2 separate regions of the Mus musculus genome follow, and region 2 is linked to region 1. Evidence: chromatin contacts called from public HiChIP or PLAC-seq data. All regions are on one chromosome and are shown on one strand. The core of a region is the stretch at or near the end of the contact, and the rest is flanking DNA. Distances in the headings are between cores, read along the strand shown.

Region 1 (4,265 bases), core at 1,200-3,699:
CGCTTCAGGAGGCTACGTGCTTGGCCTGCCCTGGTGGATGGTGCACATAGAGTCATAAGGTCAGAAGCTTCTCCCATGGCTAGCCTGTAGATCTCATCTGTATCCTTTGCAGCAGCCTTTATAACAAATGCAGAGACATTTCCCCGACTCCTGGGAGTCAGTCCTGACAGGAAAGGGTGAGAACACCCAGTTTATAGCAGAGAAATTAGAAACACAGATCTAGCACCCAGGGACCAGACTGATAAACAAGTGATGGTGATCCGTTTGGAATTCTGGGCTCTCTCAATCCATGGGATGTGATATTGTCTCCAGGTAGATGGTGTAAGATTTGAGTTAAATCACAGGTCACTTCCCGGGCTTCCACTGTGATACTGCTGGCTTGATGGTGCAGAGGAAGATCCACACCTTTTGAATTCAGAGCTCCATTGTGTTGATTTTTGTGTTGTGAGATTAAAACATGAATATACATTTAGTGAGGAGTCATGGCACAGGGTCCTTACACTGTAGCCTAAGCTGGGTCTTAAAATCATGGTAGTCTCCCTACCTCAGCCTCCAGAGCATTAGAAAAGTGAGAGCCACCATGCCTGGCTAGGAACATCATGTGTTTAAATACTTGGCCATAGGGAGTGGCACTATTAGGAGGTGTGGCCCTGTTGCAGTAAGCAAGGCCTTGGAGGAAGTGTTTTGCTGTGGGGGTAGGCTTTGAAGTCACCTATGCTCAAGCTACAGCCAGTGTGGCAGACCATCTCCTGCTGCCTCCGGATGGAGATGTAAAACTCTCAGCTTGTTCTCCAGCACCATGTCTGCCTGCACACTGCCATGTTTCTCTGCCATGATAATAATTGATTGAATCTGGGCTGGTGAGATGGCTCAGTGGGTAAGAGCACCCGGTTGCTCTTCCGAAGGTCCAGAGTTCAAATCCCAGCAACCACATGGTGGCTCACAACCATCCCCAACAAGATCTGACTCCCTCTTCTGGAGTGTCTGAAGACAGCTACAGTGTACTTACATATATTAATAAAATAAATCTTTAAAAAAAAAATAATTGATTGAATCTCTGAAACCATAAGCCAGCCCCAATTACATGTCTGCCTTTGTCAGAGTTGCCTTGGTGACAGCATTCTTCATTCTTCACAGCAATGAAGCCCCAACTAAGACTATATATATAATTTTTTTTTCCTCACAAGAAACCCCACTGGGTTCTTGAGAAAGACTAGGCGAGTCTAGAAGGACTTACCTCAGGAATCTGCTCTCGCTCCACTATGCAGATCCGGAGATTGAATTCAGGTTCTCACCAACTCTGTCATTCTGTCTTCAATCAGTAAAAAAAAAAAAAAAAAACAACCAGGCAAATGAAAGTGCAGCCTGCCAGCCTTTATGAGCTATCAATACCCGAGCTGTGAATACCCACACTTCTTCACAGCCCTAACTCGCTTTTCTGTGGCTTTGTTTGTTTTTATTGTTGTTGTTGTTGAGACAAAGTCTTACTCTGTAGTTCAGACTGGCCTCAGAAATCATGGCAATCCTCCTGCCTCAGCAGGAGATTACAGGTAAGCCACGCTGCCAGTTCTCTGGCCCGGTCTCCCTGTGTAGAACAGACTAGCCTCAAACTCACAGAAATCTACCTGTCTCTTTAAGGAGCAAGTCCCTAACTAAGCTCACACTTGCGTGTCGTGCTATGGCTAAGTATGAGAATCCTAGTTTCTCCATAGCACAGAGACTCCTAATCCTCTGCCCGGCAGAGTTTGTGAAGTTATTCCCTGGCCTCCCCGCAGCATGTGCAAACTCATACCCACAAAATCTTTAAATCATATTTTTTTCAAGAAAATAAATAAATAAATAAATAAATAAATAAATAAATAACATTTAGATTTTAAAAATAGTTGTGACCACATCTTTATTGCATACCCAGGTGAATAACTTACCACATAACAAATACATCCCATCCCAAGAATAGACACGTAGGGAGGTCAGGAGGTCAGGGTGAGCGTATTACTGAGGATGGGGTGGGGGGGGGGAGAGCAAGGGCCAGGAATTTATAGCGAGAACAAAACCCAAATTCTCCTGGCAGAGAGAAACAGACCTTGTCTACTCCAGTAATATCCCAAAGAGCTCCTGGCAAAGGACACAGAGGTCTGGGGTTGGCAGTGAGTTTGGAGGCGATTGGGATGAAAATGTGGCCCTTGGAAATCAGTGTCTGCACCAAGAGGTCACTGTGGGGCAGTGCACTGAGGGTAGACACGTGACCTTTAGCCGTTCCTCCCCCGGCAGGAAAGCCTTGGAGGGCGCGATCAGATTAGCTTCCAGTGTGGATGAGATGGACAAGGCGGAGACCCAGACCTTTCTGGGTTTATCCAAATCTTCAGTTCTGCTTGGTATGGAGCAAATCCTCATAGAACCCACCGTGGGTTAGGTGAATTGGCTTCCAAGGATGACCAAACAGTGAGCAGTCAGATGACTGGAGGTTTGCTCATACTCCCGGGAGAGGTAAGAGTCTCACCCGGAGTTGCCAAGACTCCCACCTCCCAGAAGTGTCCTAGGAATGGGGCAAATGAAACCCTGGAGCTCTTTGAAGACAGTTTGTTAGGCTTAGCAGCCCCAGGCAAGACGGCGGTGTGCTGGGCAGGTTGCAAGCCTCTCTGTACCGTTTCCCTGGGATGCCCTGGGTTCAGTTCACATCAGCAGGATTCCTGGCTGGACCTGCTGCTACCTGCCTCTGGTTGTCCCACTCTTCCCAACAGTTAGCTGTCGCCTTTGCGCCCTTCGTAGTCATTGTACGGACTGGCCGGGGCCTGGGCCCTCGGGATAGAGAAATCCTTTTGGTGATTCTGTAAGGGAAGCAATAATATGGTTATTATTACAGTCATCTCAATGGCCTCTAATGCCCGTCCCAAAAGACCTCCTTCTCACAGGTCCTCCCTGAACCCATGGGCCACCTCAACCCCAGAGTATAGGAAAGAAGGTGTGCCGTCCCTTCATGGTGTCCACTTAGGAGCCGCCAAAGTGGTGGTAATATCTATTCCCAAAGGACAACTGTCCCTTTCGGGGTGATCGAGGAATGACAAAGGTCACTTACCTGTAGCTGAAAATGGGTGGAATAAGGTGCATAGAGTGTGTCCCCCATCTCAAGACCTGAAACAGAGGGAGAGGAGAAACTGAGGCACCAGGACCCATCTGTGCTTTCCTTGCTGTTATCGGTGTGGTGTCTGTGACAGTTGGTCCCACTGGGCCTCAGCAGTTTAAATTTCTTGCAGGGAGAGACCGTGACTCTCAGTCCTAAAGTAGGCACGGTCCCATCCTGGAACCACACGAGATTTACTCTTGTCCTAAACTAGGAAGAGTTTACGAGCAACCCAACGTACTTGGGAAAAATCATAGGCTTTTTAACCTTGAGCTCACTTTAAAGCAACTGGTCTGTTTCCTGACAAATGTGCCTGCCCTTGTCCCCTTGCTAAATGCTTCTTCATTTAAGACAGTGTGAGGACCTGGGTATCCGTGGTGCACACCTGTGATCCCAGTACCTAGCAGGTGGAGGCAGGAGGGTCAGGAGTTCAGTCATCCTCGACTACATAGTGAGTTCCCACCCAACCTGGGCTCCATGAGACCTTGTCTCAAAAAAAAAAAAATTTAAGATGCAGTCAAGGTAGGTCAGTGGGTAAAGGCACCCAGCCTGATGCCCGAGTTCCATCTCAGGGCCCCCATGGCAGAGACAACAGGCTCCTGAAACTGGTCCAATGACCTCACATACATGTGTATAGTAGCATATGTGTGTATGATGACACACACACAATAAGTAAATAAACAAGCAACATTAAAATTTTTTACTACAAATAAGTAAACAAGCGAAGATAGCATTAAGAACGTGAGGTTTGTCCTGACTTGAAGAAATACAACAAATACACAAATCTCTCCTGAATGAGGCAAAAGCTAACAAGAACATCCCACTTCCACAAGTGCACATGGTGGAGCTGTTCCTAAGACAGACCGGGGAATGCTGGACTCTGAAGCAGACAGATGGAAGGCCACATCAGGCAAGCAACTGCACCTTGATCAGTCACAGAGGCTGGCGGCCACCGATGACCTGATATGACTTAGAGTGGAGCTTGTGTTGTGGAAGGCAACACTACTCCTGCAGACCCAACATAACAGGATATGGGGAGCCAGTGTCAGAAGCACGCAGCAGTGGACAGTGACTAGACATACAGCCACCAGAAAGGAGCCACCAGGGGCCCAAACATGAAAGGCAAGCCAGACACACACACTAG
Region 2 (4,265 bases), core at 601-3,100, 620 kb before region 1:
CAACTCTTATAAAGCCACTGTCCTTCTCTTGTATGTTTGGGCTTGTTGTGGCTTAGGTACAAAATGTCTTCCAAAAGTCCCAGCAATGAAGATGCCATCACCTACTGGTGACACACAGTTAGGAAGTGGAAGATTTTAAAAATAATTTAAAAAAAACTAAGGCATAATTGAAGGAAGCAGGTCATTGGGAATGTTTCTCTGCAGGTCTATTCTCTGTTTCTAAGCCTCCATGAGCTGAGTGGCTTTGCTAGACTACAGACTGTTCCCTTGCTATAGGCCTAAAGCAATGAAGCCAACCAGCTGTGGAGTAAGGCCTGTGAGACAGCACACCAGAACAAACCTTCCTTCCCTATAAGCTGATTTCTTCGGGTATTCCATCACAGCAACAGGTTGGTTAACACAAGGCTGGATCAGGTTTGACTTCCCCCATTTCCCATCTCAAGAATGTGACAGTTGCAAAGCTCAGCCAAATCGACCTCAGAAATATGCCTAAAATTCCCTGCAGTCTAGGTCAGGCCCTCCCTTACTCGGTCAGGAGCAACACAATGGCAACGAATGGTGTCCTGAAGGTTCTTCTTCCCCCTCAGAGTTCCAGGCCCATCTGTTCTTCAAATGTGCAAGGTGACCACACAGTAGAATTCTGGTTGTTGATACCTTAAGCCATCTGTGTCTTCTACTTTGTACCTGTGAATGGACGTGAACACCTTCGAAGCATCCTTGGTATTGCCAGGACTCCATTACCCCACCAAATGTCAACTTAAGAGTCACCTTCTCTTTCGAGCCTTTTCCAGTTGCCTCAATGATAGAAATCCTTTTTTGCCTTGACTTTTGGGACAACGGTTGCCCTTGTGGTGGAGTTGCCCATTCATGACTTCTTCCCTGAGTGGGTGAGCAGTGTGATCCAAAAACAGATATGTAGAAAATATAATAAAAGAGTATGGAGGTCAGGCTACTGTCTCACCTGACTGACCCTCTGGGTAAGATGAGTCTGACCTACAGCTCCACCCAAGGCCAACCCATAGATACTCTGCTCTGCCCCAGGTCCACACACTCAGCCTGCTCCTCCTTGCTTTTTATACATGTGCACGTGCGGACACACACACAAACTCATACTCATACGCACACACTCACACTCATATACACACACTCACACACTCATCCATACACATTCACACTCATATACACACACACTCACACTCATCCACACACTCAGCACACTCATCCACACATACACACACACACACACACACACACACACACACACACACACATACACACACACTCCAGGCCTCTCCCATCCTGAGAAATTCCTCCACCCCCAATCACAGACCCAGTTTTAATTGTAATCAGATCTCTTTTAATTACCATCATATGCACATCTCTGGAAAAAGTAGCCCACAGCCTACTTAGTGTAGTTAACGTTTATTGAGGATAATTAGGTGCCGTCCACTGAGCCAAGTGATTCACATTATGTTTCTGTGGCTTCCAGCTACACAGTGACACACAGACCGTTATCACAACAGTTGATGGACTGGTAAACTAAAACTTGCTTTGATTAAATAACTTCTCCAGGCCACACAAGAAAGAAGTGGCAGATTCAGAATTTGATCCCTTGTCATCTGTGACGTTTGTCTTATAAATGGGGAATATTTATCTTGTTTTCTTCACTGATTTATCCCCTAGGACTTAGACAAATGTTCAAGACAGAGTGGATGTTCAATCAATATTAGTTGAGTAAGTGAGACTGTCATGAGGGTTTCCCCTCAATCACGATACAGAACTGCCTAGTCAGCCCTCTTTTCTGCTGCTTCCTTTTCTGCAGTCTCTGGTCTGCCCCGCTGTGGCCTCCTGCTGTATTGGCGAGTCACGTCTGATGTATTTCCTGCCTCTTCTTCTGCGTTTCCTGTCCCCATCAGCTACATGTTCTGTTCCGGTTGCTCCAGTTTCTGTTCTCCTCCACCTTTTCCTACTTGCTGTCCAAACAACAGTGGTCAAAATAAACACAAAGATGTGACGTCAGACTCTTATTTCATACAGCCCTCCTCAAATTTGGGGCAGAGAGCGGCATTGCTAATCCATCCTAGAGATGAGGCATCACTAAGTAGTATTATGTCACTTTTAGGGAATGTTGAGAATTGGCAGTCTCGAAAAAGGGCTCTGAGTCCGCAAGCGCTCTCTGTTTACACTGATTGAACTGTCTGCTGGAGCTCATGATTGTAGATCTATACTAATAATCAGGTCTGAGCGATCATCCCAGATTCATCCTTGCTACACCCAGGCGTCTCTTGGTGATAACCAGCGTAGCTTTCTAAACTAACTCACTAGTGTTCTGTTTTATAAAAATATAAGGGAGAGAAGAAATATGTTTGGTGGAGGTGCAGTCAGGTGTGGGGGAAGGGGATGCCTCTGTGGGCCCTTGCTGAGCCATCCCTTTCCCCTGAGGGACCAGCCACATGAAGGTATAGTATAGAATAGAGTTTATTCAGGGCATGGGGAGGGGAATTAAGGGGGGGGGAAGGGGGAGGAGGAGGAGGAGGCAAGTAGCCCCTTTTACAGTGAGTCAAGCACACATGGGACTGTTGCTAGATAACTGCGGGGCGGAGCCTAGACTAAATGCCAACATCTAATAATGTAAACAATTTACTAGTCCATCTTCCCTCTCTCCTCACCTTCCTTGAGTTCATCTTGGCAAACTGCACTGACATCTGCCTGGATGCCACCGCAGCACAGGGTGCCACTGTTCATGCGGCCATCACTAGCTCCTGTTCTTTCTCCTGCTCACACACCCTCAACTCCAATTGGACTCCCAACTCCTGCACTTCACCACGCCTCCTAAGCAGGGGCGTGCCTTCTGAAACACTGGTGCCATTCAATGGGCGCAGAGCTTCGTGGTTCCTTGCCTCCTAAGCACAGAACACACTATCTGTCCCTGTCCCGTTTCTCAGCTTACATGTCTTTGTCCCTACATCGTCAGCACGAGCCCAGCCACACCTTGAGCAAGTCCCTTTCTTTCTTTTACTAGCGTTTGTCTCTCTTCCCCCCCGCCCCCCGCCTGCCATTTCCAGTCCTTTCCCCCTATAAAATCTTTATCACGCATCTGCTCTCCTTCTCTTGACCCATTCCCGTTAGACCTGGGTACAGCTTCGCTCTTTGTCCCCCTGTATAGCTGGGACAATTTTCCTTTAAGACAAAAATGACCCCAATTTCACACTGAAGACAGGGCCCGTCCTGAAAACTAAAAACGCTGATTGGTTTTTGCATCCAACCAATCTTGCCCAAATAACTGTGCGGGTAAATTAGTAACCTTGTGAGTAACTTCAGTTTCCACCTGTCAGGAAGATGCTTAGCCAGTGGGGCACACACGAGAGGAAATCTTTTGCTAGAAGAGGGATTTGCTCCAGAGACGGTTGACTTCTCTGAACTTAATTATATTTCTTTTTCAATTACAACTGTCTTAACTAATCCTTCAGCGATTCTGTAGTTACGTTACTTGTAACTCATGAGGGAATATGTCATTTAACTTAAGTTCAACACTGTGTAATTAAACACCAGCTCCAAGGCCTATTATTAGGATACTTCTTCTTTAAATGACTGTTACCTAAACTGGTGGCTTGGGAGAGCAGGAGAAACGTAGATCATGCATTCCTTGGCCAGGGCAGCACTTAGCAGCCTGTGACTCTCACTGGTTAAGCTGGGAAATCATTGTGTGGAATCCAATGGGCATTTGTACCGAAATCAAAGTCACATTAAATAGGAAATACCACAGGTTAAGTGCTTGTGAACGTCTCAATTCAGATGCATTGTCACATGGTTGTCTGAGGAGTATTTCTTATGATATATGTCACGGGAATTTTTAGAGAACACTGATTTAAGAGAATTTATTACATTTGAAATTGTTGACTGTGAATTGACTATGGGATTTGGGACCACTGTCCAACTTCTCTATTTAGTTTTCTGTTCTCCAAAGTGGAAATAATATCGACACTTACTGAGTGTCTGCTAGGATGCAGTTCAGACCGCTGCCCCAGCAATGATGCTCTCAGCAACCTTGCCTTTTCTCTAGAACTACAGCTACTGTCAACCCCGACTAAGAGACTCCAAGTAAGTTACCAGTGACTACATCCCCCTCCTACATACAGCTCCTTCCCCAAGGCCTGCTGATGACCTAGAGACAGACATCTTGGTTGCAGGCTTTTGTGAGACCCTGTGAGAAGCAATTCCTATTTTGTCTGGTGGGTGGGTCTTCTGTTCCCTTCAGAGACCCC

What was found. HiChIP or PLAC-seq counts read pairs in DNA pulled down with a chosen protein or histone mark.
Region 2: an H3K27ac HiChIP or PLAC-seq map of embryonic stem cells shows a contact between it and region 1, with 2.7 times the contacts expected there. The contact joins two enhancer-like sites.

Annotation. Positions count from the first base shown.
Region 1 is chr6:135,082,310-135,086,574 of GRCm38.p6, reverse strand. Gprc5a (G protein-coupled receptor, family C, group 5, member A) reads right to left here. Exons shown (of 4, transcript NM_181444.5): 3 at 3,077-3,132; 4 at 1,866-2,828. The coding sequence ends at 2,742. Among named protein-coding and RNA genes, the nearest start is that of Gprc5a, 19 kb to the right of the region's middle. Within about 2 kb of position 2,449, at least 22 of the 459 cell types and tissues checked have an H3K27ac peak or open chromatin away from gene starts, as enhancers often do. A contact at or near this core is called in embryonic stem cells, where this site is marked.
Region 2 is chr6:135,698,711-135,702,975 of GRCm38.p6, reverse strand. Gm38911 (a long non-coding RNA gene) reads right to left here. Exons shown (of 2, transcript XR_869507.2): 2 at 1,407-1,973. Among named protein-coding and RNA genes, the nearest start is that of Gm38911, 12 kb to the right of the region's middle. Within about 2 kb of position 1,850, at least 24 of the 459 cell types and tissues checked have an H3K27ac peak or open chromatin away from gene starts, as enhancers often do. A contact at or near this core is called in embryonic stem cells, where this site is marked.